Linked DNA regions of Mus musculus: region 2 is linked to region 1. A link is a contact called in public HiChIP or PLAC-seq data. All regions are on one chromosome and are shown on one strand. The core of a region is the stretch at or near the end of the contact, and the rest is flanking DNA. Distances in the headings are between cores, read along the strand shown. Region 1 has its middle 93 kb from the start of Slc25a24. Region 2 holds the start of Vav3 (vav 3 oncogene).

Evidence for each region. HiChIP or PLAC-seq counts read pairs in DNA pulled down with a chosen protein or histone mark.
Region 2: a contact with region 1 is called in an H3K4me3 HiChIP or PLAC-seq map of bone marrow-derived macrophages, with 4 times the contacts expected there. The contact joins the promoter of Vav3 here to the enhancer-like site in region 1. A contact is called at or near these places in 13 of 39 promoter capture datasets (3T3-L1-derived adipocytes, the HPC-7 cell line, cranial neural crest and 8 more), 2 of 484 Hi-C or Micro-C datasets (bone marrow-derived macrophages and cerebral cortex), 12 of 115 datasets of contacts at active chromatin or transcription factors (the 230-238 cell line, CD8 T cells, DN3 thymocytes and 8 more) and 4 of 9 other capture datasets (adipose tissue, embryonic stem cells, liver and 1 more).

The regions. Positions count from the first base shown.
Region 1 is chr3:109,212,719-109,219,414 of GRCm38.p6, reverse strand. No RefSeq gene overlaps it. Among named protein-coding and RNA genes, the nearest start is that of Slc25a24, 93 kb to the right of the region's middle. Within about 2 kb of position 2,879, at least 9 of the 459 cell types and tissues checked have an H3K27ac peak or open chromatin away from gene starts, as enhancers often do. A contact at or near this core is called in CD8 T cells, acute myeloid leukemia and bone marrow-derived macrophages, where this site is marked.
Region 2 is chr3:109,338,006-109,344,691 of GRCm38.p6, reverse strand. It overlaps Vav3 (vav 3 oncogene), which reads right to left and starts at 4,009. Exons shown (of 27, transcript NM_020505.2): 1 at 3,450-4,009. The coding sequence starts at 3,653.

The DNA of each region.
Region 1 (6,696 bases), core at 1,630-4,129:
TGCTGGGAAGAAAATCATGGTTTTTCATACCTGGCTCTGGGTTGTATGGCTTGGAGCTTCTTTTGACAGCTGGCTATTCTTGGCTGCAGTGATGACGTCAGCTATGACCTTCTTCAAGTCCAAAGATTTCTTCATGCCTAAATCCATCCTCTGGTAAAAATACTGACCCACTTCTATAAAACACAGGGAGTATTGCTTAATACATTATTCCAAAAATGTCAGGGCTCATAAACATTTTTATTAATGTGCTAAGCTATAAATATACACATTGAAAGAAACAGGTCCTCACCTCAATATTTACTTATAACATGCCAGCTTGAATACTTCAATATTACTATCTATATTTCCCTATATAATACTAGATTTTAGAAAAGAAATCTAAGAGTTCATTTTGCCAGAAATAATTAATGCATATGAAGGGAACCTTTAGTTTTCTTTTATTTAATTATCCTAATGGTTACATTAAGGAATTTTCTAGAAATTTTAACTAGAGAATCTTAAATATAATCATACTATTATATAAATTGCAAATATAATCTTATAAGAGCATGTAAGAATCTTTCTACTCAGTCCTTTGATCATCTCTAAAAGTACAAATGTCCTACTTCAAATGCTTGGTAGACATGGGTTTTCAAAGATGTCTTCCTTCAGGGGAGAGGAAGTCTCTTAAATAGCAAGTCTTTGGTCTATACACTGGAGCTAAGCAAAGTAAACCTTGAAGCTATTTTACCTGATAGTCTTTTAGCTACTTCATGACAAGTATCAGGGTCACCCAAAACTTTTTCATCTTCCAGGTCCTAGTTCCTTCCTTCATTCCTAACATATCATGCTTTCCTAAACTCAAACCCTTTCCTGTTTCCCACTCAAGACAGATCCAGTTCCTCAAGGCATACTGAAGACACAGAGAGTTATTGTAACCACTCAGTGGAAAATCATAGCAGGCTGCCTCCTGTCCTGGGCATTACCCTCCTACGTAGGTGTCCGATTTCAGACAATGCTAGGATGCTCCCTCCCTGCCTTTGCCTTCTAGCCAAGAGTTTCAACGGTAAACAGTTGGAACACTCTAGACCAGTGGTTCTCAACCTGAGTCTTAACCCCTTTGGAGATTGCTTATCAGATATCCTACAAATCGGACATTTACATTATAATTCTTTTTTTTCTTTTTTTTATTACGTATTTTCTTTAATTACATTTCCAATGCTACCCCAAAAGTCCCCCCCACACACTCCCCTACCCACCCATTCCCATTTTCTGGCCCTGGCATTCCCCTGTACTGGGGCATATAATGTTTGCCTGACCAATGGGCCTCTCTTTCCAGTGATGGCCAACTAGGCCATCTTTTGATACATATGCAGCTGGAGTCAAGAGCTCCAGGGTACTGGTTAGTTCATATTGTTGTTCCTCCAATAGGGTTGCAGATCTCTTTAGCTCCTTGGATACTTTCTCTAGCTCCTCCATTGGGGGCCCTGTGATCCATCCAATAGTTGACTGTGAGCATCCACTTCTGTGTTTGCTAGGCCCCGGCCTAGTCTCACAAGGGACAGCTATATCACCGTACTTGCAACAAAGGCTTGCTAGTGTATGCAATGGTGTCATCGCTTGGAGGCTAATTATGGGATGGATCCCTGGATATGGCAGTCTCTAGATGGACCATCCTTTTGTCTCAGCTCCAAACTTTGTCTCTGTAACTCCTTCCATGGGTGATTGTTTCCAATTCTAAGAATGAGCAAAGTGTCCACACTTTGGTCTTCGTTCTTCTTCAGTTTCATATGTTTTACATATTGTACCTTATATCTCGCTATACTAAGTTTCTGGGTTAATATCCACTTATCAGTGAATACATTTCATTTGAGACAGTTACAAAGTGTGATGGTTTGTATATCCTTGGACCAGGGAGTGGCACCATCTGAAGGTATGGCCTTGTTGGAATAGGTGTGACATGGTTGGAATGGGTGTGTCACTGTAGGTGTGGGTATAAGATCCTCACTCTAGTTGCCTGGAAGTCAGTCTTCCACTAGCAGCCTTTGGATGAAGACATAGAACTCTCAGCTCCTCCTGCGCCATGCCTGCCTGGACTGCCATGCTCCCACCTTGATGATAATGGACTGAACCTCTGAACCTGTAAGCCAGCCCCAATTAAATGTTTTTCTGTTTGTTTGTTTGTTTGTTTGTTTGTTTATAAGACTTGCCTTGGTCATGGTGTCTGTTCACAGTCATAAAACTCTAACTAAAACACAAAGTATTAGTGAAATAATTTTATGCTTGGGAGTCACTGTGGTGAACAACATGAACAACATGAGGTGCTGTATTAAATGGTCATTGAATTGAGAAGATTAAGACCCACTGCTCTAGATCTTGTAGCCTTCTTAAGCATTATTCTGCCTTATGAGGTCCCTGATGCCAAGAGCAGGTGCCATTAATACCCACCAAAATAGCATCCATCCCTCTTGTCAGCATCAGCAAAGCAATCCCCCATGCCAACAACTCTATGCTCATTTGTACTTTATTCACTTGACTGCATATTAGGGGTCCCTGAGGAACTTTGACAACCATGAGTGCTCATGTGCTATCCACAGAGGCTCAGATAGAGTCAGACTGGCTAGGACTAGCATGGCACTTTAAGAAAGCAAACAACAAAAATCCTCACGTGCCATCGAGACTGAAAACACTGAGCAAATACAGTATGCCTATCCATTAAACACATTTTCTCTCTCAAGCCACTATGGTTTAAATGTAAACTAGTCCCCACAAGCTGTTGTGTTTAAACACTGGTGGTGATGCTGTTCAGAGAACTAATGGAATCTTCAGAGATGGATCCTCAATAAAGGAAGTAGGTCACTGGAAGATTGTGAAATTTATAGCCAGCCCACTTCCTGACAGCCTGTGCTTCCAGGAAATGCCAAAATTATACAAACAGTTTCTACCAACTGGCAGCCACTGTGACTCCCCCTCCATGAAATTGTGAGCTAAAATAAATCTTTCTTCCCCTAAGCTACTTCTTGTCTGGAATTTGGTTACAGCAAAGAGACAAGCAAGCACCTGGGAATTCTGGGTCAGTAAATGTCTCCTCTAGTCGTGGCCCACCAATACTCTGGGTTGTTAACATAGGCATCTGCTATTCAATGTTGAATGAATGAGTGATCTCAGATTCCCTTAAGATGTTCAACTTCGGAAAAAGACAGATCTCTCCTTTTCATCCTTCACAATGAGCACTGGATTTATCTTCATGTTCATTGCTACCTGACAGACATGAAATGCCTCCTCAGACTGTTTCTGCCTACTGGCTTCCACTTAGCTTAGCGGGTAACTGGTTCCCTCAGCCAGTCAAGCCACTTGCAAGTCCACATTCAACCTTTATTACCACTCAGGATGTCTTTCTTTAGATCCCCTCCCCACAATCCCTTTTCACCCATCTTCTGCAGCTTGTACTCTCCCCACTCACTTCCTTCCATCTCTTTCTTTCACAGCTGCACCTTTAGACACACTTTCATTCCCAAGCATCATTTTGTCATCTCCTGTCTACTCCTCAACCCACAGCATTCTACTTCCTCACCAATGTGTCACTGGCTTTACCTTACCTGGGGATATCTCTAACCTTTGACTATTGTCATACTTCCTAGTGTAACTTTCTTGAAGTCATTTCCTCTCTCAGCCACACCCCCACAGTTGGCCTCTCATGCCACTAGCCACTGTTTTTCAGTGTCCCCTGCAGACTCCTCCCCTGCCACCAGACTTAAATTGTGTCAGGCTCTAAGGCTCCAGTCTGTTCCCTTGGTTGCATTTAAACTGTTGTAATCCCGCTTATTGCTTCAAGTATTGTTTTTAAGCAGATAATTTCCAAAACTACGTCTTCATCCCAGATCTTTATCCTGAGGTATCAGGTGAATTTAATATGTCATAGTCCTCTCAAATCAAATACATTCAAGATATAACCAGTTGTCTTCTGCATAGTTATCTGACTCGGGGTCCAACCTGTGACTTTAAGAACTCCTGATAGGCTAGGAAAGTGATTCAGGGAACAACATGCTTACCCTGCAAGCGAGAACCAGAGTTCTGATCTGCAGAACCTACAGAAAAGCTGGGAAGTCAGAGTAGTCTTCTGTAATCCCAGGACTGAAGAGCCTAAAGCAAGGTGTCTCCAGGGCAAGCTGGCTAGCTAGACTGCAAAAATTGGTGAGCCTTGCATTCAGCAACATGCCCTGCCTCATTGAACAAAGTAGAGAGAGATCAAGGAAGACCATCCAGGATCAACTTCATGGCTGCACATGCACTCCATGCAAACACACATGTTGTAGATGGGCCTGGTGCTGTTCTTGTGAACCAATCACTTAATGAATAAAGAAGCCAATCACTGGGTGAGTAGGCAGGACATCTGGGTTGGACTGGAAACAAGAGGAAGAGGAGAAAGTTAGGTTCATTTTTGGAATGGGGACAGCAGTAAGATGTAGCTGCTAGAGTTTCCTGGTATCATGGCGAATCTGCAAGGATTCACCACTGGGGGAATCAGATTTTAATAAGGCTTATAAGATTAGGTTTTAGTTGTTGCGCCCAGAGATTGAGTTATCATTGTTTCTGAAATGAGTTTGTGTTGGGTTTTCTTTTATGCAGAGGCTCGTCTGGGTTCAAGAAAGGTACGGTGGCAATACGTGGGTTTGCCAGATGTGCACCACAAAGGCTGTAGGGGATGTGAAGCACGGGGTTGGCATGGTAGCAACCACCAGTGGGAACCTAGAGAGCTGGGTGGAGAGATTGTGGCATTCTGAGTCAGTCTCCACCACTGAGACCAGCCACTGTCCACCAGTACATGACTGGCCAGGGCAGAGGCACAGGGTGGGAACGTGCTAGATCGTTTTTTAATATTTCCCACCACATACACACATGTGCACTGACACACATGCAAACATGCATACACACCATGTAATATACAAATGAGAAAAAATCATTCTCTAAGAACACCAACATGAGTGTACAAAAGCTGCCATGTGACCACTCTGCTCAGAATCATCTGAGCAGAGCCTTGTTTAGAGTATGCTCATAAAATAAGTCCCTTCTGAGATTCCCTATCTAGGTATAAACACTGTTTTTACCCTGGTGATACATTCATTTTTTCTCACAGTAACAGTATATATATGGATATAGATATATAGATATAGATTATAGATATGGATAGATATAGGTATATGCATATGTATAGATGTATATATATGTATATATATGTGTGTGTATGTGTGTATGTATATATATATATATATATGTATATATATATATCCATAAGTTGATCCTCCCTCTTTTACAATCGTCAAGTCCCATTAACTCTCCCTTTTGAAAACTTCCTATTCAAAAACACCTATTTAGTGTTTTTCTAACTCCCAAGTATGGCTCTAGATTCTGGAGATAATGTAAGAAGCAGGAAACTGCAATTTTGCTCTTACTGTCTCCATAACCAATATCTGACAGAGTCCAATCAGAAGAGCAGACCCATTGAATGGCCAGAGTTTCAGAGTACAGATTGACCTCATGCAACTGTAGGAGGTGTTAGGTGGCTTGCATACAGCTGTTGCTTCTTCATGTGCTGTTGGCTTGAAGTCAGCAGGGTAGGCAGTTAGGAAGGAAAGATGGGCAGGAAGTAGAGAGCGAGGACAGGCTTAACCTCGTGTGAGTAAGTTGGAACTCAAGAAGACAAGCCAGAATGAGCATCAGTCTGGTGCCACCACCAAGCTGTCAGCTTCCACAGTGTGGGTGACCTACGACAGAAGCAGACGCCCTCTATCCGCAGTCTAAACCCTTATCTGGCTCAGGAGTTGGAGAAACAAAAGAGGTTTCTGAGCCCCAGATGTCCCCTTATGCCAAAAACAAGTACATCCCTGACTGTGAGTGTGTGCTTTGGTAATGCCTGAGCCCACACCAACTTTCCACATAAATATGGCTGGCTATTCATGTCCCCCTCCCAATCGTGAGATAGAGGGGGGCAGTTACCATGTGGTCTTAACTATCCTAGAACTCAGAATGTAGACCAGGCCTGCCTCTGTCTCCTGAGTACTGAGATCAAAGGCATGTAACATCACTCCCACCTTGTAGAAATATATTTTAAGGCTAATCTTTACTCAAAAGCCAACAGGGAAAAAATCTTTTGGAAACATGTTTCCAGTTCAGCTAAGCTCACCAATACAAAGCCACTCACTAGAGCATCTGTGCCCTGAGGTGTGAGACTACGGAACTCTGATTTGCCTCACTCTCACTATGGTACCCAGAGAATGGCTGTAACCTCTGATCAAGTTGCTGACCAGCTGAGATCAGCTGATGGCGCTACCTCTCCATCAGCAACAGCACAGCACAGCACAGCACAGCAAGCTCTTGACTCAGTGAAGTCGTTAGGTGTGTCTGAGAGAGAAAATAAGATCAAACTAATAGCTGTTTAAACAAAACCAAAAAAAATGTATTTTCATATAGAGTGTTTGTGGCCACCTCTGCCTCTTCAGCCCTGAATCTCAATGCGCATCTCTAGTAAGTAGAACATGAAGAAGAAAGTATAGCAAGCAGGCCAACAGACTGGTGCTCAAATCTTTCCCTATGCTGCTGCTCTATGAACGGAGTCTGAAGTTCCTGGGAGCAATGTCAAGCCCTGACAGGCTCTGTGGCTGTGAAACTGCCACATTTCCACATTTGCAGGAATTCCTGACAGAAAGACCTGGGCTG
Region 2 (6,686 bases), core at 2,760-5,259, 120 kb before region 1:
CTCTGGTAACAGGCATGTGCTATCAAATCCATGTAACCTCCCTAAGCCATTATGAATGACAGTAAAATCCACATTAGTATTTCCTAAGTATTCACTTCTTATTGATGATCATCACCTTATCAAGATGGTGACACCAGAAAGATGCTGTGGTCCACAACTAGGAAGAACAATAAGCAAGAGGGGCAGGACCTCCTTTGTGTTTCTGTTTTGAGGAAGATTAAGCTAACTTATGAATCCTGCAATATTCAACCCTATAATTAAACAATCATTATTTACAGTGTTATTTGTGTTTTAATGCAAACATGACAGAAGGCTAAACTAACACCTCACTCACTGGAATAAACACCCTTATTAAAAAGGCTGCTCCTTTTTTAGCCTCCTACGGAAAAATACACACACACACACACGCACACGTGCGCGCGCGCACACACACACACACACACACACAGTAAGCAAAATGGCAAATAAATCCCCCTTTTGGCATTTGTCAAAACATTTCTGAATAACCAAAACTCTCAGGTACGATCTTCTAGTTATTTCCCACTCTGGAAGCTCATGTGTCATAAGGAAATAATATATTTCAAATAATTATCTTCAACAGAAGAAAAGTCAAGCATAGAAAGACTGACTCTTGGAAATAGCAAAAACAAAACGAAAAGAGTACGAGGAAGAGCATCTCTAACTTCAGAAGAACGAGTTCTGCTGGGATGCAGGCCACCGTTAGCAAAGTGCATTTGGGAGCTGGAACGATAAGCAGAGGAAAACGTGGTTCTATAAAAGGTAGTTGATGCAACTTATGGGAGAAAGCCAAGCAAACCCTTCCTGAAGAGGTGGGGACCTGGAGGGAGTCAGGGAACAGGGACAGTGGGTGCTTAGAAAGAAATGAGAACGCCCCAGGACAGGAGACACCATGCACACCAGGGCTAGAGCTTCTTCCTCCCTCATGCTCTATGAAGACAGCCGATGGGGACGGAAACTCATAACCAGGAACAGCCAGGGCCCTTCCCAAGGGAGTTACATGAGGCAGAAATATTTACAGATGCTAGCACAAAGGAACCTGTAGGTCTTTGTGATTTAAATTTTTAACTGTATCCTAATACCCTAAAATAACATTTTAGGTAATCTTGCTAATAATGAACATTTACTACATATGTGCTGAGTATTGTGGGCATGTTATATGACACCTTATTTCACAAAAGCACTTATTAAGTCTCCCTTAATGATATAATGAAAGTCTATATTATGCAAATGTATATACCTAGCTCTTAACCTCTCTGTAGTGGGGCCAAAACAGAGATAAAAGCAGATGCCCCACACTTAGGACTAGCTTTTCAGGACCATGTTTGAGAAGAAGCCCTCTCCCCAAGTTCATCACAAGAGAAATCACTGAGTTTGGAACCAGAGAGCTCAGAGATGGACTGACTTAAAAACTCAAAAGAAAAATCTAATGAAGAGTCAGTTCACTGCCCTACTTACCTCACTATAATCTGGTGGTTTATTGATATCAGTGTAATAATTCCTTAAGGGCAACTAACTATCTTGATATGTTCACTGTGGTGGCCTCAGTAGGAAATAGAATTCTTAGAGAATCATGCCCTGCTCCTTTTCATCAATGATGCTTATAATGACCTTCAGTCATCAAACTGATTACATTATAGATAATGCATTTTAAGAGAAGAAAGAGGAGAATCCACTTGACAAGATCCCATGCACTGTCAGCAGTCAAATAAAGACTTGAATGTCAAAGAATGCCCAGCTATCCAAAAAGGAAGGAAGGAAGGAAGGAAGGAAGGAAGGAAGGAAGGAAGGAAGGAAGGAAGGCAGGCAGGCAGTTAGAAAAGGAAAGGAAGGAAGGAAAAAAGAAAGAAGAGAGAAATTTGATTATTAAGAACACTTTGATGAGTAACTGCTGAAAGTTCCAGAAACTAAACTTCGAGGAAATATGCACAGCACGTGGCATCAAAGCACAAGACTTCATGCTGCTACTGAGACTACTGATCAAATGGAACTGGAGATCTAACAAGTGACTCCTGTGCGTGGCACAACCTTACTCCTAACAGTTAACTCAGACAGTACAGAAACAACCACTGAAGCCCTCCACAGGACTATCTATGGTTGCCACAATTGTGGGCAAGTCCACAGAATTAGCAATCACCCATCATTCAGGTTTCTAAGAGAGTCTAAAATAATTGATCCTTATTGTAAACACATATGGCACTCAATACTTATATATCTGCTTTTTTTTTTCCTTGGAGACTGCTTACCAACAGGGGACACAGAATTTGAAGTGAGGATCGACCCTGATGAAATACTGACAACCAGGGCAGAGTGTGGGAGTTCCTGCTTTAATTATGAGATTATTAAACTGCATAAGATCACTTTTTTCTGCAAGGACACAGCTCTGGGTAAGTGGTAAGTCTCTGAATCATACAGGGCTAGTGCTAAAATATGTCACTAAAAGGTCTCTTTCCTTCCCCTTTTAAGTTGAAACATTTCTTTTTCTTTTCGTGTGCATGTGCGTGTGCGTGTGAAAGAGAAAATAGAAGTTCTGAGTTGTGTTGAACATCCTTTTAACAGAAACTTTCCGACCGGCCCAAAAAATAAGCAGCACTGGGCTGCATGTGGCTTTTTGAGCTGTCTCTGAGGAACCCACTGCTTTCTGTGCCTTCCAGGACTGGATTTTAATCAGAACCCTCAAAGAGGTATCTCCAAGCTAAGGCCACAGAAGCCCAAGTGCCTCCAAGCTACCTGATCGCAAGACCCAATGAAAAAAAGCAGAGTCTCCAGCAAAACTTCTCACTTCCTGCCACCGGTGAGGGAGGCTGGGCTGGCTCCCCTTACGTTTTCAGACAAGCTATAAACACAACCTTCCAGTTTGCTAACAGGCCACGGGCTTAGGGGGCGGGGTGGGGAACTTCAGGAAGGCTCTCTGTGTCCCTCTTGGTTTATTTCCTCTGAGCAGATAACGGTACCAAACGCCCTCCACTTCCTAGAGTCCTCATCTATGGCACAGTTCCTCTTTCCAGAACGTGAGGACCAAATGAAAGCAAAAAATAAGTCAAAGCAAAATTAACCCCACCGCTTCATCTCATCCCTTCTCATTGTTATTTTAGAGCCGACTCCCTCTTTGTTATCACACACACACACACACACACACACACACACGGGGGGGGGGGGCAGAAAGGTGAAACGCGCCCTAGGATAACTTATTTCTTCCCGCCTCCCAGAAACCTTTAGGATTCCATACACCATCTCCCGACGCAAGGCTTTATTAGTTCTGCTTAGAAGCTAAGTCATTTCAAGGCAAGTGAGGAAAAGCCCCCAAGCTGAGAACTGAGAGGCAGGGCAAAGCGGAGCGCACCTAGATGTTTGCATTTACACAAAGAAATTATCCGGATGATTAATGGGAGCCTCTGACGGGCAGCGGGGTCGCGGGGTGGCCTCCATACCTGGGACATCTGGGGCCTCAGGTTGATCTCCTTCAGATTGATGGAGTGTGGCCGCAGGTTGTTGAGCAGCTGGCAGAGCAGGACTCCATCGCGAAGGGTCTGCGCCAGGTCGAACACCTGCGCCGAGTCCCAGGTCACCCGATGGTTGGGGGGCAGCACCTTGCTGTGGATGAGCCACTGAGCGCACTGCTTCCACGGCTCCATGTCCGACGGCTCCCGGACCCGGCCCGGCCGGGGCGGGCAGCGACTCTGAGGTGGCCGCCGCGGAGCGTCAGAGCCCCGCCGACGCCAGTCGCGCTGATGGCCCCTGGTTCGCTTTGCCTTTCTGGAGCGGGCGCCGCTGCCGGCGGCTCGGGGACGCCGCGTGGGACTCGCCTCGGGTCCCCGCCCGGATGCGCCGCGGCCCGGCCGCCGCTGCAGCAGCGAGTGCCGCGCGCTCTCGGTGCGCCCCGGCCGGCTCCGCTGAGCACTGGCTTCCGACTGGCGAGCCTGGCGCCCCGCGACTGAGCATGCCCAGCGCGCCTGGCCGGTCTGTGCGGTCCGCGAGTCCCCGGAGGCGCGGGTGCGAGCGTGCCCGCCGCCCTGGCTGGGGGTCCGGGGCTGAGGGCGGGGCGGCTGGGGGGAGGAGCGGGCCGAGTTGGGGCGGCGGCCACAAAGGGGATCCCGGCGCCCCCGCCCGCCCGTGAACCCTCGGATGAGTGGAGCTTGCACAACCCCGGGGCGTCCAGGGATTAGCCCATCGGCGCGGCTTCCTAGGAAGTGTGGCTGAACACTGAGATTCGCAGGGGTGTCCCCGGGGACACCCTGAACAATGAATGCGATTTAAATTAAGAGGGTCTCAGAGGAGCCAAGGCTTAACTGGGACACAGGGAGCCTGGAGAAATGAGATGTGCACTACGCGCAGCTGGAGAACGCAGCATGGAAAGTTTGTGATCGGCCCCTGGTCCCGCCTCCTCCAGGTCCATCCTCAGCCCCTTCCTGAAAGTCAGTTTCTTCTGAGAATGTTTTGACACCTTGAAAGTGCGTGACGTGGGGACAATTGCAGCTTCAGCCTAGGTAGAGGGAAAGAAGTAGGTTTTGCATATCTCCCAGGCTTGGAACTGTTCACTAAAGCAGTCCAGCGCCTTTTGCTGATCTTCAAAATCCTGCCTGAGAAAAAAAGAAAACTGGCCGGTGACACAGAGGCAAGAGCGCGCATGCGTCAGTGACTTGCCACCAGGTTTGAGCTCAAATCGCTTCAGTACCGAGACACTGAGAGACTGGGTCAGCATATTTGGAGAACCCTGGGGAAAATTGGAAAGTTCCCCCCCACACACACCCACACATGTCAACTCTGTCATACTGAGGCAAGGTTCTCCCTGTCTTTTTTATTCCCACTGCCCTACAAAGCCGAAAAGGGTGTATAAGCTTTTTGTAGTAATATATTATTTCACTGAACTCTGACAACTCCCTGTAAATGCCCTCTTCGCTAGTCTTTTTTTTTTTTTAATTGAAATCTAGTTTGGTGGGATTTTATATCTGTTGTTGCTGCTGCTGCTGCTGCTGCTGCTGCTGCTGCTGCTGTTTCATTAGATATTTGTAGCTCAAATTTTCGATTGTGGATCTTATTGATTTTATAAACAGGACAAAACGTAACTTTTAAAAAGTACATGATCTGTTGGGACAGAAGTTCGCTTCTTTTATGCGTGACTGTAGCAAGCGTGGCCTGCTGTGTACACAACCAGCCTTAAACAATAATAAATCAGCCTAAGGATTTCCTTTCCTCGCATGCATCCGTCCCCAGCAACTTCCTCTGTGCACACTGTGGAGTCCATCAATAGCACAATGTTTCCTAGACCATAATAGGTTTGAAAGCCTGAAACTACAGGAGGATCAATCCTTAGCAATACTGTATCACCGAAACTGTAAAGTGCATCCTAGGCACGAAGATTATCAACAGCAGTGTTGCAATAAAATAGAACATTATAATCATAAATCGTGAAAGAATGTATAAAATATATATACTTTTTCTTTCTGGAATTTTCCATGTGATTTTTTTTGGGGGGGGGGGGTTGGCTGTTGACTACCACTTTCCTAAAAACTCAGAATGCAAAACCATCAAAAAGAGGCAAGTACTGTAAGCCATGTTACTCATTATAGATCTTTACAAACAAAACACACATGACTTGCCATTTAAAATGTGGTCCTGCATAAGAAGAAGTGGCGCTGGAAAAGAGGAAAGATGATAAGGAAAAAGCAAAGACTAGCCAAGCATTTCATTTTAGGTAGCATCAGATCATCCCTTAATACTGTTAAAATATTTCCAAAATCCAGATCATGTGTACCGACCAGTAAACAAACCTGGATTTAGAATCCAAGTTAAGCTGCTTTTTGATAACCTTGGGCAACTTCTATTCTTCTAACCTTCATTTTCTTCACCTATAAAATGAAGGAAGTGACCCTTGCCACGTTGGGTTGTCAGAATAAAAAAAAGAGTACGCCTTGGTACTTGGAATGAATACATAGACAGGAGTATCACTGTGGACCTTGTAAGACTCTCGGGCCTGAACAAAATACCCATGGAAGGAGTTACAGAGACAAGTGTGGAGCAGAGACTGAAGGAATGACCATCCAGAGACTGTCCCACCTGGGGATTCATCCCATAAACAACCACCAAAACCAGACACTATTGTGGATGCCAACAAGATCTTCCTGACAGGAGCCTGATATAGCTATCTCCTAAGAGGCTCTGCCAGTGCCTGACAAATACAAAAGTGGATGCTCAAAGCCATCCATTGGACTGAGTACAGGGTCCCAGTGAAAGAGCTAGAGAAAGTACCCAAGGAGCTGATGGGGTTTGTAGCCCCATAGGAGGAACAACAATATGAACTAACCAGTACCCCCAGAGCTCCCTGGGACTAAACCACCAATCAAAGAAAACACATGGTGGGACTCATGGCTCTAGATACATAAGTAGCAGAGTATGGCCTTGTCAGTCATCAATGGGAGGAGAGGCTCTTGGTCCTGTGAAGGTTCTATGCCCTAGTATAGGGGAATGCCAGTGTCAGGAAGTGGGAGTGAGTGGGTTGGTGAGCAGGGGAAGGGGGGAGGGGATAGGGGATTTTCGGAGGGAAAACTAGAAAAGGGGATAACATTTGAAATGTAAATAAAGAACATATCTAATTTTAAAAAAAAGTCTCTCAGGCCCTACCCAGACTGAATGAGTAGGACCCTGAACTGTATCAAGGTCCTCAGGTG